Regions from separate parts of the Mus musculus genome. Here all the other regions are linked to region 1. Evidence: chromatin contacts called from public ChIA-PET, capture Hi-C and promoter capture Hi-C data. All regions are on one chromosome and are shown on one strand. Each heading gives the region's core, a stretch centred on a gene start, on an enhancer-like site or on the middle of the called end of the contact. The rest is flanking DNA. Distances are from core to core; before and after follow the strand shown.

The links. Promoter capture Hi-C pulls out the DNA fragments that hold promoters and counts their contacts. ChIA-PET counts read pairs in DNA pulled down with a chosen protein or histone mark. Capture Hi-C pulls out chosen DNA fragments and counts their contacts.
Region 2: a capture Hi-C map of embryonic stem cells shows a contact between it and region 1, with 4 times the contacts expected there. The contact joins the promoter of Spx here to the promoter of Cmas in region 1. A contact is called at or near these places in 7 of 39 promoter capture datasets (the 3T3-L1 cell line, cranial neural crest, embryonic stem cells and 4 more), 1 of 484 Hi-C or Micro-C datasets (large pre-B cells) and 2 of 9 other capture datasets (adipose tissue and embryonic stem cells).
Region 3: an RNA polymerase II ChIA-PET map of effector CD8 T cells shows a contact between it and region 1, with 29 read pairs. The contact joins the promoter of C2cd5 here to the promoter of Cmas in region 1. A contact is called at or near these places in 3 of 39 promoter capture datasets (the HPC-7 cell line, liver and macrophages), 4 of 484 Hi-C or Micro-C datasets (CD4 T cells, CD8 T cells and embryonic stem cells), 6 of 115 datasets of contacts at active chromatin or transcription factors (double positive thymocytes, effector CD8 T cells and embryonic stem cells) and 2 of 9 other capture datasets (adipose tissue and embryonic stem cells).
Region 4: a promoter capture Hi-C map of the HPC-7 cell line shows a contact between it and region 1. The contact joins the enhancer-like site here to the promoter of Cmas in region 1. A contact is called at or near these places in 5 of 39 promoter capture datasets (the HPC-7 cell line, HPC-7-derived erythroid cells, embryonic stem cells and 2 more), 1 of 484 Hi-C or Micro-C datasets (CD4 T cells), 2 of 115 datasets of contacts at active chromatin or transcription factors (embryonic stem cells and forebrain) and 2 of 9 other capture datasets (adipose tissue and liver).
Region 5: a contact with region 1 is called in a promoter capture Hi-C map of the C10 cell line. The contact joins the enhancer-like site here to the promoter of Cmas in region 1. A contact is called at or near these places in 5 of 39 promoter capture datasets (the C10 cell line, the HPC-7 cell line, embryonic stem cells and 1 more), 1 of 484 Hi-C or Micro-C datasets (nephron progenitors), 2 of 115 datasets of contacts at active chromatin or transcription factors (embryonic stem cells and forebrain) and 3 of 9 other capture datasets (adipose tissue, embryonic stem cells and liver).
Region 6: a contact with region 1 is called in a promoter capture Hi-C map of liver. The contact joins the promoter of Gys2 here to the promoter of Cmas in region 1. A contact is called at or near these places in 3 of 39 promoter capture datasets (the 3T3-L1 cell line, cranial neural crest and liver), 2 of 484 Hi-C or Micro-C datasets (the HL-1 cell line and liver), 1 of 115 datasets of contacts at active chromatin or transcription factors (embryonic stem cells) and 3 of 9 other capture datasets (adipose tissue, liver and pancreatic islet).

What each region holds. Positions count from the first base shown.
Region 1 is chr6:142,754,352-142,758,868 of GRCm38.p6, reverse strand. It overlaps Cmas (cytidine monophospho-N-acetylneuraminic acid synthetase), which reads right to left and starts at 2,183. Exons shown (of 8, transcript NM_009908.2): 1 at 1,843-2,183. The coding sequence starts at 2,096. LOC115490443 (a long non-coding RNA gene) reads right to left here and starts at 1,561. Exons shown (of 2, transcript XR_003956544.1): 1 at 259-1,561; 2 at 1-2.
Region 2 is chr6:142,410,694-142,415,210 of GRCm38.p6, reverse strand. Spx (spexin hormone) reads right to left here and starts at 1,780. Exons shown (of 6, transcript NM_001242345.1): 1 at 1,765-1,780; 2 at 1,298-1,378; 3 at 1,133-1,190; 4 at 380-442. The coding sequence starts at 1,770. It also overlaps a transcript of Golt1b not described here.
Region 3 is chr6:143,098,364-143,102,880 of GRCm38.p6, reverse strand. C2cd5 (C2 calcium-dependent domain containing 5) reads left to right here and starts at 2,729. Exons shown (of 29, transcript NM_001362113.1): 1 at 2,729-2,948; 2 at 3,085-3,203. The coding sequence starts at 3,114.
Region 4 is chr6:143,066,503-143,071,019 of GRCm38.p6, reverse strand. C2cd5 (C2 calcium-dependent domain containing 5) reads left to right here. Exons shown (of 29, transcript NM_001362113.1): 9 at 3,879-3,964. Among named protein-coding and RNA genes, the nearest start is that of C2cd5, 31 kb to the left of the region's middle. Within about 2 kb of position 2,344, at least 39 of the 459 cell types and tissues checked have an H3K27ac peak or open chromatin away from gene starts, as enhancers often do. A contact at or near this core is called in the HPC-7 cell line and embryonic stem cells, where this site is marked.
Region 5 is chr6:143,047,764-143,052,280 of GRCm38.p6, reverse strand. It overlaps C2cd5 (C2 calcium-dependent domain containing 5), which reads left to right. Exons shown (of 29, transcript NM_001362113.1): 13 at 2,042-2,156. Among named protein-coding and RNA genes, the nearest start is that of C2cd5, 50 kb to the left of the region's middle. Within about 2 kb of position 2,295, at least 17 of the 459 cell types and tissues checked have an H3K27ac peak or open chromatin away from gene starts, as enhancers often do. A contact at or near this core is called in the HPC-7 cell line and adipose tissue, where this site is marked.
Region 6 is chr6:142,470,612-142,475,128 of GRCm38.p6, reverse strand. Gys2 (glycogen synthase 2) reads left to right here and starts at 2,020. Exons shown (of 17, transcript NM_145572.2): 1 at 2,020-2,448. The coding sequence starts at 2,328.

The sequences.
Region 1 (4,517 bases), core at 934-3,433:
CTCTGAAGAGATGGAACAGGGGTGTCACCTTTGATTCGAGGCTTGTGCCCAACAAGCCTTACTCTTCCTATCAGTGTCCATGGCTCCAGAGGGGGCATGGGGCTGCGCCTGTCAATGGTTCTACATAGCTGGCTCCTGCTGCTGCTCTAACCCTTGGCTCAAGACAGCAATACCCAGTCCCATAGTAATAGACAGCACGTGCTGAATAAAAGATTCATCTTTTGTTCTTAAGCCTAATTACGGGACATAAAGACTTACCTGTGCATATGTGGTGGGCGTTTGTGTGACTACATGCATGAGTGCCTTGGTACATGTGTGGAGGTCAGAGAGCAACCTCAGGCACTGGTCCTCACATGTCACCTTGTTTGTGACAGGGTCTCTCTTTCGTTGTTCACTGGGTACACCAAGCTGACTGTCCCCTGAGTTTCCAGATTCTCCTGTCCTGCTGTAATTGCAGATGCACTAGACTCTCACTTGGATTTTATGTGGGCTCAGGGAATGAGATCTTAGTTCCTCAGACTTACATGGCAAGCATTCTGTCCAGAGCCATCGCCTCTATCAATTACCCTCCCACTCCCCTTAAAAGATTGTATAGTGTGAATATGTCCACGTGAGACCAAGGGCCTGTGGAGACCAGAAAAGGATATCCAATCTCCTGGTGCGGAGTTTCAGGCAGTTGTGAGCTATCCAACAATGGTGCTGAGAGCTGAACTTGGGTCCTTTGGAAAACCAGTACGTGCTCTCAAGCGCCGGGCCATTTCTCCAGTTCTACCAGTACCCTTTCTGAATCCACTCTGAAAGTCATTTCCTGACATGGGACCTGAGAGTCATGAACAATAATTTTGTTCTCAATCTATGGTCAGTATGACTTCAAACTCTTTTCCCTTCATAGATGTTACTTTGTCCCTGTGGCCTATACATAATTAACTTCTCACTCCTTTGCAGTCTGCATTCTGAGAGGTTTAAAAACACAAAACCAAACAAAAACCAATCGAGAGCTCCGTAAGGGATAGAACTGTGCACGGACCGTCTTGCTATCTCCTTGCGTGTGTATGGAAAAAAGTGGGGCTCAAGAAATGTTTACTGAGCTGAACCAAATTCACGATACTCCCCTATCTCTCCTCAGCACACTTCCTATTACGTGTTATTTTCAGAAGCCAGCTGTTTCTTTAGCTCCACCCAGAGCTTCCTTTGAGTCAAAACACAAAGAAAACTCATACATTTATATCTTTTGCTATCCCATCTTTAAACAATGTCAGTTGGGTGAAAAAAAAAATCTGCCTTCATAATATGGGGAAATCAATAGCCTTCTGAATCAATCATCTTAAAAGCCAAATCATCAAAAGGTAGCAATAAATTCAAGCAGAATTTGGATGCAGCTAGCACGGGCATTTAAATTCCTTGTTGGCAAAGGATTTTTATCTCCCTCCTTTGATGAATGGCATCAACTTGTAACTCCTGATCAATCCGGTGGAGGCCGAGAGGATGCAGAGATAAAAACTGCCTTTAGTGAGGCCAAAGTTCAAGAGGTAGGCTAAACCCATTCACACCCATAAAACAGTCATACCTCGTACACACGTAGGGACCATTTCCTCTTTGTGCTGACTCACAGCCTCACAGCCAGAGAATATTTTTTTCTCAAAGGTGAGGGAAGACTCTCTAAGCTGGGGAGCCCCAACTCGACTCCATTCATGCACCTGCTGCCTCCCGGGCCTTGCAGCACCCGGCAGTCTGCGCAGCCCAGAGGTGACAGGCGCCCATCAAGCAGGGGCGACCCAGGGTCAGGCCTGGGGACCCCGACCCCCGACCCCCGACCCGGGCCCGGCTCCCGCACATGCGCACCTCTGGAAGACCCCCGCATCCAGGGCGGCGCGCAGGACCCAGCCAATGAGCGGAACCCCCGCCAGGCGCTTGATGTTCTTCAGTGGGATGCCTTTGCTGCCGCCGCGGGCCAGCACCAGCGCTGCCAGGTGCGGCGGCTTCTCTAGGCCGCGCCCCGCGCCCCGGCTGCGCTGCAGCTTCGGGGGCCGGCCCCGGGACGGCCGTCCACGCGGGGCGGGCCCCGACGTGGCGGCCCCCTTCTCCAGCGCGTCCATCTTCCTCCCACGCCGCCGCTCCAACGTCTCCACATCCGGGAGCTCGGCCCCGCCGACTCCACTCGGTACCGCCCGCCTGCTGTGGCAGCTGTAGGCCACGCCCACGGCTCCGCCAGCCCCGGGGCACGCTGGGAGTTGTAGTTCCCCGCGCCGTCACCCTGCAGTGGGGCCGGCCAGGTGAGCTCAGAGGAGCCTCTAGTTGAATGGCGCTTTGTGCAGTGTTCAATAATGTCTGGAGATTTCTAAAATAAATGAGAATTAGTCCTCCTCCACTCATCTCCTCCTCTCCAGCCTCTTTCCGTTTTCCCATTTCTTCCTCCCCTTACACCTTCCTCCATTTCTTCCTTCTTCCCTTTTTTTTCCCTCTCCAACCACTCCCCATCAACATACTAGGTAACTTCAGGTCATGAGAAGCTGAGTCGGGTTTACTGGGCAACAGCCCCTAGCCATAAAGAATTGCTTAGTCCCAGCCTAATTGTTTCACAAACAATATTTTGGGCTCTCAAACAGTATGAGAGAGAGAGAGAGAGAGAGGGAGAGAGAGAGAGAGAGGCAGACAGAGAGAGAGGCAGAGAGAGGCAGACAGAAAGAGAGACAGAGACAGAGAGAGAGACAGAGAGAGAGAGAGAGACAGAGAGAGAGAGAGACAGAGAGAGACACACAGAGAGAGAGAGAGAGAGAGAGAGAGAGAGAGAGAGAGAGAGAGAGAGAGAGAGAATGTCTGTAAATGGGCTCAACCTGCAACAGCAGAAAGCTTGGGGCCCCTCGCTGTTGCAATAAATCAGTCTCAACCTGTGGGGATCAAGGTCTATCTTCTCTACCTCACTTTTCTTACAGTTATCATCATCCTCTTTTCTTACAGTTATCATCATCCTCTGCTTTGCTCTCTGACTGGAGCTAGCCTTGAACTCACTATATAGTTCAGATTAGCCAGGAACTCATGACATAGCTCAGGGTGGCCTGGAACTTGAGGCAATCTGGCTGAGCTGCCACTCCCAAGGAATGAATGAATGAATGAACTGAAGACCCTCCCCACTTGGAAACTTCTTAGTCCATACTATAGCATGGATCTATTTTATGATTTAATGCTTTTATATTAAACATCAATCTTCCTATGCTCCTGATTCATCTCCCTCTCCAAGAAATTGCCCCATTTTAATGTCCTACAGGTGCCTCGAACTCAACATTTTAAGCCATCGTCCCCCTCCCATGGGCTTGGCATTCCCTGCTAATTCAGCCAACAGTGTTACCTTCTGCTGGTGTGTCAGCTTTATTAATCCCTTCCAGTGTAGTGCACACCTGTTCCCTTCTAAAAAAAAAAAAAAACTTTTAAAAAGTTGTCTGATAAAATATATTCCTTTGAGAACCCACTGCCTCTCCCCAGGTGCGGGTGGGGTGTAAACACACATTCTTTTCATAGTAACAGTGTGTGACAATCTTGGCCCTTGAAATGTCCTATCTTCCTGAACACAGCTACAAGTCTTTCCAGACTCCTGTGAGAACAAAAGATCCTTCTCTTGTTGAGTTTTTGGATGTTAAAAGACTGTGTAAGTCTGAAGCCTGGGAGTAAAGGGGTGGAGAGATTTGGTATTCTGGAAGAGCCAGGGGGTCTACACTCACTCTGAAGAAAGCCAACCCAAGATATACAGAGAGGAGAGACACTGTCCCCTTTCAACCAAGAAGGGAGCTAATATTGACAGTACTGGACACTTTCACCAAGTCCTTTCTAAAGTGGATCCAAGTTGGATTCTACTGTTCTTTGCCTATCAGCCTTAGAGACACAAAGTCTGGAACAGCACTGGGTGGAAACATTGTTGTCATACGGAGCTAATTCAAACTCAAAGCCTGAAGGAGAAGGAGGCTCTTTGTTGATTTAGCCTTGAGCTGAAGACAGCTGCTGGTCCCATTTCCCACAGTGCCAAGTCAGCAGGAGCTACCCTTGTTCCTTTGTCCCCATGTCAGGGACGGGAGGCTGGGAAGAGAGATGCGCTATTTACAAGAAGATCACACTGTTGTTTGTGTCCATGCTCACTAGCTGGGCTCTGGCTGATCCTAGCCACAGAGCTGGGCGCTACTGTTCTTTTTAAGTGTGTAGGAGTCTGTGATCTAGGAGGAAGCCAGAAATAACAGAATGCCCCAGATAGCACTCTGTCCATTTCTCGAACTGCCACAATCTTATTGTGTGGGCAGAGCACAGAGATCATTGCATGGGACAGAAAGATCCTGCGAGTGGAACAGAGTGTCTCAGTGATCTATGGTTTTTAAGTGACCTTGGGAAAATTACTTTTCCTCTTGGAACCTAAATTCTATGGTAATAATGATGATCACTTACAAAGGTTGTTCTGAGGACTGTGGCAATACATAAACATGCTCAGTACAGTGCATAGAATATAAAAAATGTTCAGTATAGCTAATTGAATA
Region 2 (4,517 bases), core at 531-3,030, 340 kb after region 1:
TAGGGCTGAGGACTTGAGATTGGATAGCTTATCTAGAGTTTGTCCCGGAAGAAAACTGATCCTCCTCTCAGTCATTCATACCTGGCTCAATCATTCGTTCATAGCTTTTAACTTAATTGCGTTTGGTTAAAAACCTTTGGCGGCTGTTTCTAATCATTTAGGAGAAAGATATACTTGAAATGTCTAAGTGATTATTTAGTAGCAATTGCTATTTAGGAAGAGAAAGATCAAGGCTCTTTCCAGAAATACCCGGAGAGGGGGCTTCTCTCTGCCCTGTGTCTGTGCTACAGACCCTGCCAGTTTGGGGACCCGGGCTCACTAGCCGCCTGCTAGGGGACAGGGCAGGTGGAACCCCGCCATAGGCGCAGCGCTCGCTCACCTGGAGGCGGCCGGTCTGCAAGCTCCTTCCTACGGCTCTGGTCGGAGAGGAAGCGGCGGCCCTCTGCGGGGGGTGGGAAGGGGGAGGGGTGGGACACGAGGAGGACTGAGGCAGACAGCTAGACCCCAGGATCAGGGAGATCGCGGGTTCCCGCCAGGGATGCGACCTCGATTCGGAGAGCAGCCCCAGTGGGATTCGCGCGTGCCTCTCTCTTTCCTTCCACCCCTTCCCTTCCTCTCTCCCTTCCTAACTTCTTTTGCCATTCTATGCTCCTCTACCAGGCACCTTCTTTGTTCAATCATTAGTTCTCTAAATTCAATCAGCCAGCTTTCCTTCATTCCCTCCCCTTCTCCCTCCTCTCCTTCCTTCTTATCCCCCACTTTTCCCTCCCCCCTTTCCTTTATTTCGCCTTTCTTGAACCCTTCTCCAGCTCTTTCTTATTTCCTCCCTCCTCCTTTTTCCTTTTTTCCCTGACAGGATCTTAGTTTGACCTGGAGCCCACTAGGTAGCCCAAGCTAGCATTTCTCCTGCCTCAGCTTCGAGAGTGCCAGGTCACAGTAGTGACCCCAAACACCTCTTTGGGGGAGGGTTTCTGGCCATCAGAGTATTTTTGTCCCACCTGCCCACTCCTATGGTTTCTGGATTGTCTGAAATCCTAATTATTTACTGGAGCCGGCTGTGACCCTGTCTCTTAGGAGTCCCCGGATGTCTCCCATCACCCTCCGTGAGGAGAATAAGGAGTATGGAACTCACGTGCACCCTTCAGATAGAGCATAGCTTGGGGAGTCCAGTTCCTCTTCTCAGAGAGTCGCTGCAGTGCAGGGAGGAGAGAAGAATCGTTATTACAATGCAGCGGGTGGAAAAAGCAAAAACAGAGGCTGCCTAGTCCGAACCCGGGGTTTGTGTTCTCTGCATTACCTGTGGAGCACCGCTGGAGTTTTCCAGCGCAGACAGCACCAGGAGAAGGACCACGGCTGTCACTGCCAGGACGCTGGGCCCCTACAAGACACATCGACCAAACACAGCCTCATCGGACGGAGTGTGGCTGCATTTGTTTTTTTGTTTGTTTTTTGTTTGTTTGTTTTCGTTTTGCTTCCTCTTCAGAGAGGACAGTAGGCCCCTTACTTCACTCAGTATATGATCCCACCTTCTAGTTAATCCATAAAGAGTAACTTTAAAAATTAGAAAGATATGATTTTCATAACTTCACCCAAATAAAGAATTGGTGGATAAGTTCTATTCAGCAAAATCAGGTTGCACTATTTAAAGGCACTATTCTTCAAATGTCCAGTCACTACAATGCTCAGTACATATAACCTAGATAGAAAGGTAGACAGTTTATAGAACAGCTGGAAAGATATCGGGTGCACACATCTGCTGCTTACCTTCATGTTCCGACCCTGTCCAGAGCCCCACAATCTCTCGCCCTACCTTCCAGTCTTCTAAACTTGTTACAACCCCCGGGCTTTAAAAACTCCTAGTGTTGGAGTCTGCACAGAGGAGAGGAGACCACGAGGGTAGCTTGTCAATCTTCAGAACTGAGCGGACCTGATGACTCCTCTGGGGAGGTCTAATTGGCAGAAATAGGACAATGATTGATGAGCGGATATCATTTGTTTGGGAACTGACCACACCAGCCAGGAGACATTCTGACTGTATCAGCACCGTCACCTTTGTTTTTCCTGTTAGCTGCCCAATGCATTTCACCATTATGAATGAAACAAATGTAACTGTGGGCGGAGATGAATCACCCCTGTGAACACCAAAAGGTTAGCGAGCCTCAGAGGAACTTGACACCAGTCATTCATCTACTCAAGTGTCCATCTAGTCAGTGATTTAACAAATATGTGTTGAATGGCTACCTCCTACCTCTTGGTCTCAAGCTAATCTTTTAGTTAGGGGAGGACTCTCTCTACGCTACTGGCACCATGCTTAGGTTAGTAAGTAAAGGCAGCCAAGATGACATGACAGGGCAGTGCTGGGTTATTTTAGAGGGAGATTTGAAAAAGAAGATTCCAGGGAATTTGAAATTAGTATACCAGTTACAAGTTACAGACAGGCAGACAGACAGACACACCACACACACACACACACACACACACACAGAGAGAGAGAGAGAGAGAGCAGAAACAGCAAATAGCTTGGTTTATTTGAAGCAGAGGAAGGCAGTAATACTGTGTGGAGTAGGGGTGGTGGCATCACAAGGAAGGGCACTTGGAACTGGCTAGCACATATTCAAATGGTCTCAAGCAAAAGGCTGAGGTGGAAGGTTGGACCAGGAGTGGGAGGAATGGAGAGATAGAAATGACTGGATGTGGAAAACAGGACTAGCAGGTAAGACAGACATGAGAGTAGGTAGGAGAAAATAAGTCAGCCAAGGATGTTACTTAGAGTTTTGGCTCAAGCGTGGGTAAATGAAACAGTTTAGAGGAACCACAGAGACTTCCTAAGAAACCAAATTATGAACGCACAGAAAGAAAAATGTGTATTCGACAGGCAAGTAGAAACATAAGCCAGGTGACTGGAAATGCCAGACTTAGGAGCCCAGCAAAGAGGCAGTTAGCTTAGTCTTTCCCTTTCTAAACATTGAAGTGACCCACTGTAAGAACTGCAAGAATTCTAAGAATTTAAAAGTGGAGGAAAGATTGGGCATGTGTGAAGCATCCCTAAGAGGAATGGGCAGAGCTATGGAAGCAAACATACAGAAGCTGCACAGTAAAGGTCCAAGAAAAGAGGCGATGAACAGCAGAGTGATCAGAAACAAAGGAGTCATTTCAGGTCAGCGATGTTGAGAGCCCAAGGGACTGGTGACACAGCCTGGCAGGTAAAGGTGCTGGCTGCTGAGCCTAATTAATAACTTGAGTTTTGTACCTGAGCCTCATGTGGTGGAAGGAGAAAACTGACTCCTGTAAATTGTCCTCTAACTTCACACATAGTGTTTTGTGTGTGTGTGTGTGTGTGTGTGTGTGTGCCCATACAAGATGTGAGGCTTAGAAGTATGTTGCTGTCTGAAGTTAAGAGGCAAGACTGGAGTGGGCTAAATTTCAAATAAAATATGAGGAAGTCAAAACAAGCATCGACAGCTGCCGGCAAAAAGTCACGTTTTGAGGGGAGGAAATGATGAATCTGGGTAGTGTGAGCTGTGATTTGTGGAATTACGATGTTATTGGGTGGTGGAGTTTCCTTCTTTTGTGCAGATGACACAGGTCTTCCTACCTTGTAGATTGTTGCACCTCCCAGGCTTCCTTAGCATGTTTTGTGTTTGATGGAGTCTTCAGGTAGAGCCCCTGGTACAGCCTGGCTGAAGACAGATCTAGCTTTCTAGAGCAATGCTGGCAATGTTAGTGGTAGAATCAGTGCTGGGGTGTGAAGACCTCCTCAGTGAGTCTTTTTGTTTAGATCAGTTCGATTTGTCATTGTCTGCTGATAACTGCCAGAGGCTAGCCAAGGATCCAGTTCCCTGAGGAAGGCAGCAAAAGGGAGTATGGCATTGGCAATGGTAACCAGGGCCAAAGCTGCTTACTTTTGGCAGTTTCACTCTTTGTTATTCTGGAGCCAAAGCCTCTGGCTTCTGGCAATTTAACTCCTGATAGCAGCAGGAGATTAAGAAAAAAAAGCTTAGTTACTTGGGCTCTTTTCTCTCTGGCTCCAGAGCCCCCTCCCTCACCAGGCAAGAGGCTCAGAGTCCATTAACTCTTTGAGAGCCAGAGAGAAAGAAAAGAATGAAAGAAGAAAGTCAGTCAATCCCCCCTCCCCCCCGCCATACTCTGGGTGGGCCTGATCAATCCGTTTCAAACATTTCACAAGTGCACATGCCATCTTAGCACTGGGAGCAGATTTTCAAGACAGATACTAAGTGAGAAATGCTGGGACAAAGCAAGTGGACTGGCCCACACACATCATAGAGCACTTCTCCTTGCTCTCTGGAGTATATACATATAGACAGATACATATATATATGTACATTACATATGTACTTATATACATTTGGTGGATGGAGCAGAGCCCCAAAAGCCACACTTTATTTTTTTCTCTCAGCCTTTTTATACCTCCTTAGACACAAGTTCTTCATAAAATTACCTCCTAGATAAAATGTTACACCAAAGGGGAGTTACAGAAGGATGCTGATAGTAAGCTC
Region 3 (4,517 bases), core at 1,480-3,979, 340 kb before region 1:
AGTAAGCACTGTTCCCAGCATTAATTAAAACAAACGAGTCCAATTACTAGGAACCGGTTAAGCTGAAGCCAGGCTTAACTCCACTAAAAGTCTTCAGGAAGCATCTTAATTATAATCTCCTGTTGTTGATGCCTCGGGCAGCAGGTATGCACAAGCACTTTATTAGGAGGTCCACTAATTAGGAGGCTGAGCCTGCTAACCTCTAATTGTACAATTTGCAAATATTTTCTACATCACAACACCTTGTAACTCTGTGAATTATGTCCCATTAAAAATTATCGCTCAGCCTCAGTTTTCTTGCATTTTCCTGTATCTCTTTTTGGTTTGTTGTTGTTGTTTGTGGTTCTGCAGATTGAACCCAAAGGCTCCTGTGCTAAGCAAGTGCTTGGCCATTGAGCTACATCCCCAGACTCTTGCCTTCTTCTTTTCAGAGACAGAGTCTCACTCTGTAGCCCAGGTTGGGCCTGAAGTTTCGGCAGTCCCTCTTCCGGTCTTTGCATTTATACTTTAAAAGAGGAATTGGTAACAAGGCAATATATTTTCCTTAGAAAAAGCTATCTCTATCCCGCCATCCGTATAATAAGGCAGCTCTGGTCTTCGGGCACCATTGCTAGTGGGTGACTGACAAACTGAAGGACTTTTGCAAATTTCTTTTCTGGTGGGGAGGGAGCTGCAGGGACAGACGGTTTCTCACTGTGTAACTCTGACCTAAGTGGAACTTGCAATGTAGACCAGACTGGCTTTGAACTCAGAGATCTACCTTCCTCTGCCTTTCTGGGGCTGGGAATTAAAGACACGTGTCACTATTTTCAGCTCTTTCTAACTGGAGCGATGGGAAAGGGATTTCAACATCTCTATCCCCCTTTCCAAAGATCTGAGGCAGGGGCTTGATCTCTGTGTATCCCAAAGGATGAAGTTCAGGTTGTGTGAGGACACTTAAAAGGTCAGCTGATTGGCAAGACAGTCCAGGTTTACAGGAAATGTCATCCACAATTGACAGCAGAAAAGGCCAGCGGCCCACATGTCCGTGTGGGCATTTACCTCAGCAAGGAGTTTATCATCAGACCAAAAACTGCAAAGACTACCGCCAAGCAGGATGAGGAACAGTTGAGAAGATGCAGAGAGAACAATCTTAGATATAGATTTCATTAAAAAATGGTTTATTAAATAAAATGGTTCAGTGAAGGGGAAAACAATGTAAAGAACATGGACTGATTTGTAGTAGACCCTTGAATTCAGCAAGGATAGTTTAGGTGCTTAGGAAAAAGCTACAGGTGGGTCCAAGGAAATTATGTGAGATTGTGATCTTATTGTTACTGACAAGGATGGAAATTTCTCTAGTCCAAACAGTATGCAACAATGTATCTTTTACTTATTCTTTTTCTTCTTTTGAGCAGGACATTTTCTTTGGAAGAATTCAGTTTTGCCCATGGGCAAAATTCCTTTCTCAGGAGGACTCTTTTTGAAAGGGCGTTTCTGGTTCATTACCACTTCAAGTAATTTTTCTATCCTGTTTTAGTATTTTTGAAGTTAAAAAGACCATGCTGATATCTTCATTTAGGAATTTTCCATTCCTGATAAATTCAGTGCTGTGATTTTTTTCCCACTGGCATTTTCAGTGTTGATTTCAGTATTTACTACAGAGTGTATTGCCAATGCTGGGTTTGCCATAGTGTAGGAAGTGCTCTTGTTCCATCCTGTGTGTGGGCTTCAACCCCAATCATTTTCTGATAGTCTGAAGCAGTATCTAATACCCCACTTTGACAGGCTCATGATGTATCTAGAGTGGGGTCAATTTACAGAGACCTAGTGAGGTCTTCTTCGGGCTCATTTCTCACACTGACTACATGTACCGCTGGAGGTTCGTTTCTTGCTGACTTTTAGCCAGCACTGTAGACCTTTCCTTTAGGCGTGTGAATGCTTAATACTTAGAGAGCTGGATGTGCAGGCACAAACCCATCACCTTAGCACTTGTGACAATACACCAGGAAGACTGCCACATTCAAAGCCAGCCTGGGCTGCATACCAAGGAGAGGCCAGCAGGCAAGATGTTGCCTCAAAAAAGAAAGTTCACACTGACACACAAAGTTCACACTGACATAAGGAAGTGTGAAGTGCCATCTATAACCCAGTACACAGTACAATTGCCTGTGACTGAAATAAGTCTTTGAAGAAATAATATTTATTTTCACTAGCTGAGATGCGTGTGTGTAATTTTTTGTCCCTTTTCCTTTTTTTTTTTTTTTTTTTTTTTTTTTTTTTTTTTTTTTTCTTTTTTGAGCCAAACTTTTCGTCTGTTGCCCAGGCTGGCTAAGAACTCGATGCAATCCTCCTGCCTCCACTTTCCAAGTTCTGGGTTGACAGGTGTGCGTCCCCACACCTGACTCTAACCAGAGGATTCTTACTGAAATTCATAGAAAACCACTACTCGCATCAGTACCCCTTCCTGGTGGCCGTCTCAGGAAACACTAAAAGTAGACTCCTCTAGTATGCTTGGCAGCAGCAGTCTGTCCAAGGGCCAACAAAATGAAGCGCGGCTGGGTTGTCACCAGCGCCGGGTGCCCAGAGCGCTGGAGCGTGTCCTCAGCACGGCTCCTGCACCTAACCGACCCGAGGCTGGGTAGATGATGCAGGGCTCGACCGGTTCCCCTGCTCTCCAGCTCAGCCCCGCCCCTCTCCCATGGCCCCGCGAATTCAAATCGGCCCCGCCGCAGGGCAGAGCACCGAGAGATCGATCGCTCCCGCCCCTCGAGCCGCCATTTTTGGAAGGTGGGAGGAGAAAGGTGGGTGGGCGCGGTGCCTGCTTTGCGGGATGCTGACTGGACTTGGCGGCTCTCTGCAGCACGTCAGGGGTAGGGCAGCACGGCTGGCCGGCGCCCTTCCTCCGGCTGCTTCTCCGGAATGAGGCCTCGGTGGCCGCGCGGGACGACTCGGTTCCTGCTCAGAGCGTGAGTGCGGCGCGCGCGCCCTCCGCTGTCAGTTGGCGCGCGCTCCCGACGCCTCTCCGCGCGCCCCCGCGCCCCCCCCCCCCGGGCTCGCGCTCGCTCGCTCGCTCGGCGCAGACTCGCTTGTTTGTTTCTGCAGGAATCCTAGGAGAGGCCGAAGCCGCCGTGATGCCGGGGAAGCTGAAGGTGAAAATTGTGGCCGGTCGCCATTTGCCGGTGATGGACCGTGCCAGTGACCTGACGGATGCCTTCGTGGAGGTTGGTTCCTGGTCCTGCCCCCCAGAGCACGGGGCGCCGAGCCCTGCCCTTCCCGCGGTCCCCGGCTCCGTGGAGGGATGCCCGCCCGCCCCCAGCCCGTGAGATGTGGCCATCGGTCCTGGACACGTCCCGCTGCCAAGCTCGCGGTCAGGGCGTCGGTCCGACCACCTGCCGGTCCGAGGCGTGGCAGCGGAGACGCTCGCCACGACCTCGTTTGCGGTTAGGAGGTTAAGGGCCATTGCTGCAGCAAGTCCACGCAGCCAGCCCTCTGGGGACACCCACAGCCCCACGGTGCGACTACATCCAACCCGTACCCCAACACCGTCTGAATCATCAGTGCAAGTCACACACAACAGCAGCACTAAAGCTGCCCTTGTGTAGACTGGTAGGGAGGTGAGCTGTTTCAGGGTAATTTATTGCCTCGAGGTAGGAAGTCAATTAAGTGCCATGGGTTTCAATTGCAAAATTGCTCTTTAAGTCTAATGATTAGTTTAAAAGTCATGCAAATTAGCACAGGCCTACTGTCCGGAAGTTAATAACTCACAACCTGAAAGAAGCCAAGGAGAAATTGTAATAAAAGTTGACATAATGAGGCAGACCATTAGAGCAATAATCATTTGGGCTATTAATGCTTAGGGTTCAAAGACATATGACAGTATACTTATACTCAATATATTCTTAAACGTTCCAGAACCTAATTAACTGCAATTCACTGTATTTTTTATTTTATTTATTTTTATGGCATTTGTTGAGTTCAACTTCATCTTTTATTGAAACAAACAAACACAAACCAAACTAACCCCCCCCCCCCAAAAAAAAAAACAAAAAACAAAAAACAAAACCCAAAGCAGTTTGCTCCTGGGCCAGATGTCAACAGAGATCTAATGATAACTGAAGTTGTACTGCCTTTCAGGCAGCCTGGAGAGTAATCCACACAGCTGATATTAATATCTAATATGTATTGAGCTTCATTATTGAGATATTTGTGTTTTGTACTTTTGAATCCTTAGTTTTTACAGCAAAGCTAACTAGGAGCCATATCCTCATCTTACAGGTTAGGCAGTGGATTCCTAGGGGCAGAAATAATGTGCTTCGATGATCTACCTTGTAAATCTCCACAGCCTAGCAGCAGTCTCTTCTATTATAACTTTCCCACCTCTCTAGACAAGGTGCTGAATGTTATTTTTGAATGATGGTTGTTTGCTAGGCCCTGTGCTATTCTGGTTTAGTTGATGTATGTATAATGATGAACAAGGTGAATTTGGTTTCTGATTTTAAGGAACTTTTGTTTTGGTGACTAAGACATTTTAAAAG
Region 4 (4,517 bases), core at 1,095-3,594, 310 kb before region 1:
TGTCCCCGTGCAGGCAGAGTTTCCTGCTTCCGTCTGGCCTAGATGACGACGCATGAGAGCCGCTTTGGGGTTAGCATGTGCATTGTGTTAGGTATTATAAGCAGTACAAAGACGATTTAAAATAGGAGGAGGCTATGCGAAGGCTATTTGCAGAGCGCACTGCATTCTGTATTTGTGAATTTTGTTCCTGCGGTGCTGGTCATGGTGGCCTCAGCAGCATTCCCTACAGATGCTGAAGCTGTACTGTATATAATTATGAGTAACAATTAAAAAGTACTGCTAAAGCCTCTTTACTCTTGTTCTTCACGCTCAGCCAGGTGTGGCAGCGCACGCCTTTAATCCCAGCACTCAGGAGGCAGAGGCAGGCGGCGGATCTCTGAGTTCGAGGCCAGCCTGGTCTACAAAGTGTGTTCCAGGACAACCAGAGAAACCCTGTCTCGAAAAAACAAAAACAAAACAAAACAAAAAAAAAAGATAGCATTTTATAGTAATGGATGCTTTGGAATGTGGTATTTTAACTTCTTTGTGCCATAAAAATTGAGCCATTGAAATTGCGATGAAATTTAAAAAAAAAAAAAAAAAAGGAGTAAGCGACTAGCCGTAATGTTCATGCCACTGAGAACAAGGTAGGCTTGGGATGGGACCTTCTCCTCTGCACCTTTTCTGTAGGCTGGAGATGAAACCCAGCTCATGGTGCATGCTGGACAAGCACTCCACCTCAGCCAGCCTCCTCCTCAGCTCCTGGGTACTTAGAGACCAGATCTTATTAAGTTGCGGAGGCTGGTCTCTGCCTTGTGAGCAGGAGTCGGCCCAGGCCCAGTATAGCTGGGACTCTGGGTGTGCTCTTATAAACAAGGAGATGTGACTGGAGCTGTGAGGCTTTGGTCTGCTCACTGGCTTCTAAGCTGCTTTTCAATAATGCTCACTGATTATGTTCTTGTCGTACCACAGATAACGTTTAGAAAGCGGGGTTTTTTTTTTTTTTTTTGGCTTTTTTGTTTCTTAATTCTTACAAAAGGACAAACCTAAAGATTGTACAGGCATCAGCAATGGAAGCTTTCTGACTGGCATCAGATGTGCTAGCAAGGACTTCTGTAGTACTGGTTCTTAAAACCTCATTTATATACCTGTAAGCTGACTCTGATTGTTTTGTTTTGTTTTCCCACCTTAGTAGCTTGTTGAGACCCTCGCCACCTTTGCGCGGTCTGGAGGGGCTTGCCACCTCTCAGTTTTGTTACCTCGTAAGCTGAGACTCAGTGAGCATCCTTTCCTGTCTCTGTCCGGCTTCTGAGAAGCAGTACAAGTCGATTATGATTGACTTACTATTTATAAACCGAGACGTCAGAAATAGAGCAGAATAAAGGGTGGTCTGAGAAAGTTATTTTTCTGTTTATAATGCATTTTTTGGGTTAGTTTTCTTAATTTTTTTTTACTTTATTAGAATCTAATTTATAACATTTTAAAAAATGAGATTTTAAAAATGTTTTCCCCAATTTCTCAACTAATAGGAGTGGAATTTTTGAATGCTGTAATAGGTATATAGCAGAGATTTACACACTTGATTTGGGTAGATTTTACTTTCTTAGGCAGGGTGGCTGTATATATTTCTTACAATACACAGGGTATTTGACCTTTATGTGCAAATATCTGTAAATAGTGATATGATCACATTAAAGTATGAGACATTTTAGAGGTAAGATGAAAGGATTAATGTATACATCAAAACTGGAGAGTAAAAACCTAGCTTGGAATTCATAATACATTACTCTATGATTATTTTTTAAATGAGTATCCCATTAGCACAAATATATGCAGTATCATAGCTAGTAACATTTTAAGGTACCAAAATTTACTACTTTAAATCAGTGTTTTGGATTGAAGCCACAAGTTTCTTACCATACGGAGAGTGGTGGTTTTCAGCCATACAAGTTCTTAAATACAGTCAGCCAGCCAACCAACCAAAATCAATTGGTGGGCAATTTAAGTATTTGAAGAAGTCAGTCAAAAGTGATGGAATGCATAAAGTCTTGCTAATGATTTAAAGTTTTTCAGTGCTTGCAGAGTTTGAAGGGCTTTGTTCATTTTGAAGGTGTCCTTGGTTTGCATGTTGGCTAGGGCTCTGGCGGGTGGGTGGGTACCTGAGCTCTGGCTCACTCAGTGTGGGTTTGTCTGCATTTGAATCCATTTGATTGTTATGTTTGCTCTCACTGCGTTCCTTCTCCTGCATTTCTGATCATCTTCTGAACCTACATCTTTGCTACTTTCCTCCACAGCACCTTACCCACAGGGGCCGGGGATCTACCTGTGTCCCAGCTCCACCCCCCTCTCTTGTGGTTCCTTTCACCTTAAGTCCCGCCTCCTCTCGGAATCTAGCCTTACCCCTCATCACTCTAGCCTTGTCAGCCCCGTTCTGAGGAAAAGTGTTTCTTTCAGTGAAGAGCTGTTCCTGGCTGCTTCTGGTAGGATCACATTATGTCAGCTTTTTTTTAAATAATCCCTTTGTTTTAAATCATCTCTGAAAACATGTTATTTTATGCCATAGAGAATGACTGTGTGCTTTATGTGTGTGAGTGATTTCACTGACAGTTAATCAGAACCACACATATGTCACTGACGCTTACTTGATGGCTATTATCAGTAGTCACTGAGTTTTCTGTTTAACAAAGATTATGTGTCAGGATGTGGCTGTGGATGTTTGCTGTCACTCTCAGGACCGAGGTCTCACTCAGTGTCCTTGTAGATGCTCTGTTCCCCTCTCTCCATACCTGCTCCATCCACATCCGACCTGTGCCATCCTGTTGCTAAACCAGAAGGCTACATGAGAAAATTATTCTGTTTGAACCAGTTTAAGTCTCATTTTGGTGCTATTCTTTTATTATACACTTGTTTTCTTTCCATTCCATTAATCAAGTTATTCTGCTATGTTTTCTGGTACTTTATTTATCACTGCAAACTTACCTTTTATTTTGTGATTTTAAATATGCTTCATATAAAGATCTTAGTTTTGTTTCCAGTTAGCATTGTGTAGTCTCTAAAAACCTTAAGATTACTGTAAGAAAAACTTTTGTTTTCAGAGATCAGAATGGGACTACACACATGCTAACCCTTGTTTCCTTATCCAAGAACAGCTAAAAATGTAAACATGGATTAACTCCTCCCTAAGGCACTGCAGTGAACTTGACCGGATGCATCTTTAGCTTTGAGAGCCAGTGTGAGCCATCCCATCTCCATAGATCGTGGGCCATACTTGTCCTTGTGTTACTATCAAAACAATGACGACAACAAATGCTAGGGAAAATGTAATATTAGCCTTAAAATACATCTAAGGGTGAGGAAATAGAATTCTTTCATCCATGACTATGTACATTTGTGATGTGCTTACACATGTGTGTTGATTTTTGTTAATGAGCACATCCCATGTTCAGAGGAGAGCATGAGCAGAGAATAAGCTTCATTCTGAAGGCTGATTGGCCCGTTAGCTTCCTGTAGTTTTGACCTGAGCAGTTAGTGTGTTTCTTCCCATATTTTACCAGATATTTTGATGTGTTTAAGTTGTTAGCATAGTCAGTTATTCTTTTGGTTATTTTATTAAAATTATCAACTTATAAATATTGAATATTATCAAAGAATTGTTGCCTTATTTTAATATTTTTATTAGAATAAATTGATTGTAAAACTAGCTGTGACCATAACTTTGATATCTTACTTTAAAGAAAGTTTTAATATAGTAGAGTAAAATGCATGTGCTACTTACCATAGCAAAATAGGTTAAACATGTGGCTGAGTTTCTGTATTTGACACTGTCTGTGAAGATGAGTGCACTTGAGCTTGCCGGTGTCTACTTATGTGCTTGTTCCTTACGTGCTGCTGTCCTGTAGGAATGGGCAGTGGGAGTGCTGGAAAAGAAGGGGGGCCCTTTAAAGCCCTTTTACGGCAACAGACGCAGTCGGCGTTGGAACAGCGGGTAAGAGAACACTTTCTATTCCTTCTCTGTCTCTGTGGTTTTGTACGCCTGCGCTCCTTCCTGGCTGCTTAAAAGGTTCTGAAAAGGGTTTTTGATCATTATCTATAATGTTGTACTTTTAAAGTTCAAATGTATTTAAGATATCAGAGTAATTTTTTCACCAATATTTACTTTTTTACTTAGGAAAATTTCTTAACTTTTCTGTTTTGTGGAGCTTTTTAATTTAAAATACTTAAATTGAATTTTAATTTTTCCAGTCTTTGATTTAAAATATTTCTTCTGAAAATATCCATTGAATACTGAAATCATTTCTAGTTCTCATTAAAGGTACAATATAGAGAAGAAAATGATTAGTCTTTTTGCAGAAAACCATCTCAGTAATGCTCTCTTAAATCGGCGCTATAATATGCTGACACTTACCTCTTGACGTTACTTTTTGTCACTGGCCTGTTTATTAGATACCAGACACAGATTCTGTTCTTAGTAGATTAAAGTTAAGCGTGACTGTCTAGCATAATATGGGTTTGGGTTTTGGTTTTGTGGGGTTTTTTTT
Region 5 (4,517 bases), core at 1,046-3,545, 290 kb before region 1:
AAAAAGGCACATCTGTCTTATTAGCAAAAGTGACTATGGGCTCTGAAGTATGTCTGTGCTCTTAATTAGGAATTTCAGCCAGGAATATACGAACAAGCTTGGGGCGCGCTGTAGGTGCAAATGGCCACTCGCATGCTCATAGTATGGGATGTAGCCTTCTCTGTTCTTTCTTCTTTACTTTATCCTGTGCTTTCACCTTTCCTCGGTTCCTATCAGTCTGTGGGTCTTTCTTTTCCTTGGCAGGAAGCTGTTCTAGGGTAGCTCTTTCTCCGACTCCAGGCTGGCTGGCATTTACCCTGCTCCTTTCCCCTTGGCGTCTCCTCCTCGCTGAGGAGACGCCCATCACAGCAGTGTGAGCTCTAGCAGGCTTCCTAACCTTTCTTTACTGTCTCTCCTCACTGCTTCCCTAGTGAGTATACTTCTACTTCATTTGTTTTGAAAAACGATGCTGAGAGTCGGATATAACTGCTGTGTAACAATAGAAAGTGATAATTGCTTTGCTTTGTGTGCTAGTACCTTTTGTGTGGAAAATATGCAGCATTCAGAGTCCTCCCAAACCCACACTGAGCACAAAAGAAGCAAGTAACAGACCAGTCTTGCTTCTAACACCTTTGCCCATGAAGAGTTAGTCTCCCTTGGAGTGCTGTTCACTCGCTCAGTGCAGGTGATTGAGAGGTGTGTGGCCACTCCTTCATTCATGCTGCCCCCTTACAAGGATGCTCATGACCCCAACAGGTCTGCAGTCCTGAGCACTGTTATTGCCAAACACTGGGATGAACCCAGTGCCTCTACGTGTGGCCGTGCCATTTAGCTCAGCTCTAGCCCCTAAACAGTCTTTGTTACAGTGAGACAGGAACCCAAGTTCCAAGTTCCAAGTTGATGACCAGGCTCTGATTAAAAACTCATGGGCCAGTTTTTCACATACCCAGGACTTCAGGCATGGGTACCATGCCCATAAGCCACCCTTTGAAGTTATAGGCCATGTATAGAGTTTATAATTTTGTGTTTGAAATTTGCCCTTCTATATTAACCAAATTATTTGTGTTAACCCTTTAAATGTATTTTTTCTTTTTCTGCCTCTCCCATTTTTCCTTCTTTTTAGATTGGCTAGTCCTTTTATACCCTGTTACTGTGGCTAGTTCTTTTATACCCTGTTACTATGGCTAGTCCTTTTATACCCTGTTACTATGGCTAGTCCTTTTATACCCTGTTACTATGGCTAGTCCTTTTATACCCTGTTACTATGGCTAGTCCTTTTATACCCTGTTACTGTGGCTAGTCCTTTTATACCCTGTTACTGTGGCTAGTCCTTTTATACCCTGTTACTATGGCTAGTCCTTTTATACCCTGTTACTATGGCTAGTCCTTTTATACCCTGTTACTATGCCCTGGAACTTATATATTTATTAAAGTATGACAAAGGTTCTAATGTCATAATAAATATTGATGGATCCTTACCTTGGGAAGAACTCAGAATGTAGTAATTATAAAGATAGGTGACAGAATACAAAATCAGTATTTAAATTCAATTTATGGATCGGATACATAATGTATTCAGTCTTTGAGATGAAACATAGTTTGTCCTCTCTGTTTCGAATCTGAGCACGGTGCGACGACATCTCACTTCAGTAAACTAGCATTCAGAACTGAAGGCAGAAGGATCAGGTCACAGTCATCCTTAGCCACATAGACTCAGCTCGAGGAAATCCTGTCCCCAAGATTAGTCAAACAAATAAACAAGGTAGGAATCTGGGAAGTTGAGGTTTCCGTTTTAGGTTATAGCGACTAAAACATAAGCCATTATGCTAAATGTGTGCACTTCCCTTGACATGGTAGCGCTAGTATAGCAGAGTGGTCTGTCCTAGCAATACAGTTTCAGTACTGAACCCTGATTCTTGTATGAAGTCAGCATTCTAATAAAGCAGGAAGTGTACAGTGTGGGGCAGCACTTCAGCTCCCAGAGGCAAGCTTCCTGCAGATATTTCCTGCTAATGTGTAACATGCTGTCAAGTAGTCAACTGACTTAAACTTTATTTTTCAGATGAACCAGAAACTCGAGATGCATGGTGGGCAGAAATCAGACAAGAGATAAAGTCACATGCTAAAGCCTTAGGCTGCCATGCTGTAGTGGGCTACAGCGAGTCAACCAGCATCTGGTAAATGACCACTTGGATTTCTTGACTTGACACTGGTTTGGCTGATTGTGTGAGCTGGAGCAATACGATACAGATCCAAGGAGAGAGGCACAGAGGGAAGCCAAGACGGGGGTTGGGCAAATCAGACCAAGTTCAGGATACCTCCGCCCCCTTGAGAGCCGCAGGCTAGCTGTGAACTGGATGATTTGTACAGGCTGTGCTACGGGATAGTCAGCATGCCCACTTACTAGTCCTTGCTTGTAGCACTTCAGTCGTTGAGTCTGGGGACTCATTCCAGTGGGACATTCAGATGGAGTGCTTGGTGTTCTATAAATGAATTGCCAAATATCTGGAATGTTTGTCTTCAGCCATCCTTAATCCCAGCACTTGGTGGGCAGAGCTTTCTCTGAGTTCAGGCCAGCCTAGCAACATAGTGAATTCCTGGCCAGCCAAGAGCTACATAGACCCTGTATTAAAAAGAAAAGGAGAAGAAGAAGGGAGGGAGGGAGGGAGGGAGGGAAGAAGGGAGGAAGAAAGCAAGCAGGCCCAGCCACAAAGTCACTATACTTACTACATTTATAAGTCGGGATGGAACTACTTCTTTTGCTAACAATATTCCTCCTAATAGCTAAGTTAGGGAGAGCCTTCAAAAGGGTTCATTCCTTCTACCTTTCACCTGAACCATCTCTCCTGTGTGCCCAGAGCTGTGCTCTTTGCAAGGGTTTCCCACCCCCAGTCATCCTTCTGCCACGGCCCCTTGTCTGTTGTCTTCCTTGTAGCCTCTGGGATAAGGCCTTCTTGTTACTAAGCCCTCTATTGCCACACACAACTTTTGAGTACAGTTTATATTTGTAGATCCATTGAACTCACTTAAAGAATGTGACACTATGAAATTTTACTTTTAGATTACATATGACGTAATGTTTTCCTACCAACATAGTTTGCTCCTTTTATATCAGTTTTGACCCTGTTATTTTAGGCAGATATATTTTTCTCTTTTTTAAAATTAAGATTGATTTATTTTATGTGCATTGGTGATTTGCATCCTTCTATGGCTGTGAGGCTGGATCCCCAGGAGCTGGAGTTATAAACAGTTGTGAGCTGCCATGTGGGAGCTGGGAACTGAACTCAGGTCTTTTGGAAGAGCAGTCAGCGCTCTTAACCGCTGAGCCATCTCTCCAGCTCCATATGTTTTTCTTTTTTTTTGTTATTTTATCTTCCTGGAACCCTATCTCTATTCCCTTCTAGAAAGGTGGTATTTGTTATAATGCAGAGGCCATTAGACCCTGTGCTGTCTACCGTTGCACAGTATAATGCATGCTACCCGATTCTCTGCTCATTCTGTCAGAGAGAGGTCATTAACTATAGTAAATATGAGTATCACTGAGCTGTGTTCTTTATCATTTTGTGCTTTTTATTGTTCCAGACCATGTGTTACACATTTGAACCATTCTAATGCCGTAGAATAAATAGACTTTTTGTTTTGCTTAGGTTACTTTTTTATAATTTATGTATAGGCATGTTTTAGCTGCATGAATGCACATATAACACATGTGTGCCTGTTGGGTGGCCTGGAGCTGGGATTATAGATGCTTGTGAGCCACCATGAGGGTCCTGGGAATCGAAGCTGGGTCCTCTGCAAGAGCAAAAAGTGCTCTTAGCAACTGAACCATCTCTCCAGCCCCCATAGTAACCTTTCCCCTTTTATTAAACACCATCTTACTAACAACTGCTCTACCTTATTCTCTGGTAGGTAGTCCTGCCTTGTGAGTGGGTTTACTGCCATATGCTTTTATGTCTGAAGGCTTTGATGTTTAAGACATGATTCTTGCTAAGAAATTTATATTGTGTTGGAAAACTGTGACATCTATAGTAAGTTTTATTGTTGAGATATTCTAGGATGCTTCAGGATCCCAGAGGACCAGAAGTCTGAAGTAGGATGGGAATGTTAGTGGAAATGGAGTGCGAGTGAACTGTCATTCAGAAGTGCAGTGATGGACTGACTGATGCTTGCTTGCATCACGGAGACTAGACGAGAATGACAGCAGTGCAGAGAAGAGGCATGTGTGGAGGCCGGAGAGCGCGTGCACGTGTGGAGAGTGCGTGCACGTGTGGAGAGTGCTGGAAGGACAGAGCCTGGAGAACTTAAAGCTGAATCACGGGCACAAGGCCTCTAAGTCCATTGAATTTACTGTAGTCCCGATTCATGTGCCAGAAGCTACTGCTCTCAAAACATGTTTGCGTTTAAGTCTTCACTAATGTTTTCCTGTTCCAGCCTGTCCTTCCTAGTGTTACTGACAGAGGTTTCTGAAGCACATGCTGCCCTGAACTCTGCCTGTTCCTCAGGCACCCACAGCCCATCTGCCCTGAACCTGACGCCTG
Region 6 (4,517 bases), core at 771-3,270, 280 kb after region 1:
CATGTTGAGCATTCCGCACATAGGCACACATTTATACTATCGTAGTACTTGATTTTCTCAAAAAGTATTTTGTATTATTATTATTATTTATTATTATTATTGTGTTGTGTGTGCGTGTGTGTAGCAGAATGTGGGTATGCAGGACACAGCATACATCTGAAGGTCAGAGGACACTTTGTGTGTTCAGTTCTCTCCTCCCCTCCCTTTCGTAAATTCTACGGATCAAACTCAAGTCATCTGGCTTGCTGCGAGATCCATCACCCACTAAACCAACTCACCAGCCCTTTGACTTGATTTTTAATGTTAGCCATATAAGCTTTTCTGTCAAACTTCAAACAAGTAAATATACAGTATGTAATTATATACATGTTCATAGGTAAGGATAAGAATTTTTTAATGTTGGGGCTGGTGAGATGGCTCAATGGGTAAGAGCACCTGACTGCTCTTCCGAAGGTCCGGAGTTCAAATCCCGGCAACCACATGGTGGCTCACAACCATCCGAGATCTGATTCCCTCTTCTGGAGTGTCTGAAGACAGCTACAGTGTACTTACATATAATAAATAAATAAATTTTTTTTAAAAAAAGAATTTTTTAATGTCACTGAGTCCCAGAAGACAAACATATTCTACTTCATTTCCATAGGCTTATACTACATGATAAAATATGACTCTATTCACCTTGAGTCATTAAGACAGGCTTAAGTTACTGCTGAATGATGTTGCTAAAAAAAACTAATAAAATTTTCTATACTGTATTAACAATTTAGTTTTTGTGAGAATTTTAAAAATTCTATTTTTAAATTTTTCTATTGTATTTCTTTTTTTTCTTTTCTTTTTGTTTTGTTTGTTTGTTTGTTTTGTTGTTGTTGTTTGTTTGTTTTTTGAGACAGGGTTTCTCTGTGTAGCCCTGGCTGTCCTGGAACTCACTTTGTAAACCAGGCTGGCCTCAAACTCAGAAATCCTCCTGCCACTGCCTCCCGAGTGCTGGGATTAAAGGTGTGCGCCACCACGCCCAGCTCCTCTATTGCATTTCTTTTGCAGGTGGTATGTGTGTGACTGCTTATGTGTACCACCACACATGCATGAAGGTCAGATGATGACATGCAGGAGCTGGCTATCTATTTCTGTCATGTGGGTCCCAGGATCAAATCCAGGTCATCAGGCTTGGCCGCAAGCTCTTCACCTGCTGCACCCTCTCGCTGGCCCGAATTCTTAAAATTCAAACAAGAAGAATACTTGGGACAATTATCATTTTCTGAAAGAAAAAAAAAAGGCCTATTAATGTAGGCATGTTGATAGCAAGCTAAACTTGTAAAGAACATGGTTAAAAATCAAGCATGCTTGTAGTTGTCTTTTGGGAATATTAGAGTGTGGAAGGTGGTGTTTGTCTGTATGGGCAAACACACAAGCACATACATAGTTGTACACTGACAAATACAGAAAAGGCGGTGCACGGCCTTTACTGATGATGTAATCATCATTATGGTGAAAGTTCAGATCCTAACCTCTTCTGCAACTTTCCCCCATATTTCAATACTTTCCTGAGCACTGAATTATGAAATACTATCAATCCCATAATACTTGACATTTAAAATCCATGAACGGAACTAAAATTCATTTCTCTTTAGCCATTAAGATAGGGATTGACAATCAACCAATCAACCAAAATGACACATTCTTTATGTGCTATGCAGAAAGACACCGTGGTTTATGCCTTTGTATACCAAAAAAGTACAGCATTTAAGGAGAATCGAGATCTGGCCTCTCACCACAATCCAGCTTGTACATTTAGAATAAAATAAGTGGGAATAAAACTCAGAGTTCTAGATAAGGAGAGGCAGAGGGAAGAGCACAGCTAGGCACAGGCTGGGGTAGACTCTAGGCACCACCGTGCAGTCTGTGGAAAACTGCTTGTGTCTGAGGGAAACTCCTGCTTGTGCTTCTGCCAATGACAAAATAAGCATCCAGAGAGTGTAGGAGTTTGGTCTAAAGGCCAAAGGCCAAAGGACTGGACTCTTGTCATGCTCAGTCTGTCCTCTGGCTACCTGCCCTGCTGTGAATAGTCAGGTTTCAGCTGCGATTTTTTGTTTTGTTTTGTCTTGTTTTTTTTGTTTTTGGGTGTCTGTGTGGATTATAACTGTGAGGCACTGCCCTCTCCTGAAAGGCAGCAAGGAGCTGGGCACGCTTCATCCAGCTGCGCTGGGTTCATGTGACCTCAGATTGCTGGCTCACCCTGTAGAGGCTATCCCAAGGCTGCTGCTTTTTCTCAGTGCTGACTGCAGTCAGCTGAATCAGGTCCCAAACGGCACCACACAGCTGGAAGAAGAATGCTCAGAGGCCGCTCCTTGTCGGTGACATCCCTTGGTGGGCTCCCTGTGTGGGAAGCTGAAAGACTCCCTGTGGAAGACTTACTGCTTTTTGAAGTTTCTTGGGAGGTGACCAACAAAGGTTTGTACTACTTGCAACACTGGCCATGGTGGGCCAGAGACATAGGGGACTCCAGTGGTGATGGGGCAGCATTGGCTCTGAAGGTGTCTGTAGGTCATAAAACTCTTTCCAACAGGCAATGAAAACATAAACTTATATGTGGGGTGAAGAGGGAGAGAATCCAAAAGGGTAGTGAGTGGCTGAATAGGCTTGTTAATGTTAGAAATGTAAATGAATGTCATGGCCAAGTAGGAATTTTTTAAAACTTTTTCTAATTTTGTATTAGGTATTTTCTTCATTTACATTTCAAATGTTATCCCGAAAGTCCCCTATACCCTCCCCCCACCCCTCTCCCCTACCCACCCACTCCCACTTCTTGGCCCTGGTGTTCCCCTATACTGGGGCATATAAAGTTTGCAAGACCAAGGGGCAAGTTATTGTTTTGTCTGAGCATTTTCCTTATAAATAAGAAGCAAATTAAGAAATTCTTTTCTTAGAGGAAAAGCTATATGTGGTCAGGACTAATCAGAAATGTTACCTCTTCATGCTATTAGTGTTTAATGCTTCTAAGAATTCAAGATAAGATTGAAGTTAGAGTTTCATTTAAATTGTGTTCTACTGAGAAATATTAAAATGAATCTTTCTCCAATGCTATGCATATATAGAAAATGTGCTTTTGAAAATGAAAGATGGATGAGGCAACCTAAGTGATTTTTCTAATAGAGGTATTTATAAGGCTATGTGAAAATCAACTCTTAGAGATTTATCTTCCAGTTTTAGGATGTTGACACATGAACTCACAGTTTAGTTATGGTTGGCCTGGAAAATTACAGATTCAAGTGCTGGGATTAAAAAGTGTGTGCCATTATGCTTGTTTTAAAAATCTCAAGGGAATATTAACAGGTGAATAGATTTCCTGAATTCTGCAAGATCATACAAAGCCTGTCAGAGAGATGAGGGGAGAGGGTAAATGATACAACCTTTACAAATTGAAGATGGGAGCTGAGAATGAATGAAGATTCTATTTCTTCCTTGCACATGTTGAGGGTCAGCATAATGTCAGAGTTGGAATTATAATTGCTGAGTCTGGGAAGATAATTCTGTCAGTAAAATGCTCCTCTGGCAGGCATAAGGACCCGAGTTCCAGCCCTGAAACTCAAGTGAAGAACCTGGGTGTGGCTGCAGATGCCTGTTGTCCCAGGGCTGTGGAGGTGGAGGCAGGAGGGCCCCAGAGGCTGACTGGCCAGCCAGCCCAGCAGGATGGGTAAACTCCAGGCAAGTGAGAGACCCTGTCTCACAAAGCAAAGTCAACAGGACTTTGGTGACCTCTGGCCTATATGTGTGTGTGCACATGCTCTCACACATGCACCCACGGGAACATGTACCCACACGTGTGCCACGTGCATCTTGTGTACACACACATACGCAGGATTGTATTTGCACTCTGTCCTGGCTTCCGCCTTATTCTGACTGTTCAAAGTTCCCCCAGTACACATTTAGGAAATACGTAAAAGGAAAGTCAGCAGAGGGCTCCTCTGTTTAGACGCCCTCAGACGCAGCTCAAAGGATGAGCCCTTCATCCTCTGTACTGATGAGAGGAGCAGAGAGGACCGGACCTTAGCACAGAGGAGGGACGTGTTGTGCACACAGCTCTTTCAAATGTCCCTTTACACTCACCAATTCTGTCTCTACGGTTTCTGAATAAGGCCAGGGTTCTTGCAAATAGGGCTACCACTACTACACACGAGTCCCAGAGTCTCCCTGGAGTGAAAGGTTTTCTCTGCAGAGTACACAGGAACCCCTGGACAGAGGTTTTGGAGGGGAAAGGCTGGGGTGGGGTTAGCACTGGGAATCAGTCCTGAAGACCCGTGCACAAGCCCTTGACACCGGCATGACCCTTCTTCCTTCTCTCCATTGAACAAACACAAATGGGGCATCAGAAGGTATCACTCATGGAAATTGGAGTCTTAGGGGGAAGGGGGTATCTTACGTGTTGACATGTGTGATGACCTCAGCTCTAGAGAAGTCCCTGGCATACAGAACATGCTCATTTGGCTTTCTTATTTTAAAAAACATTTTACTTTTGTTTA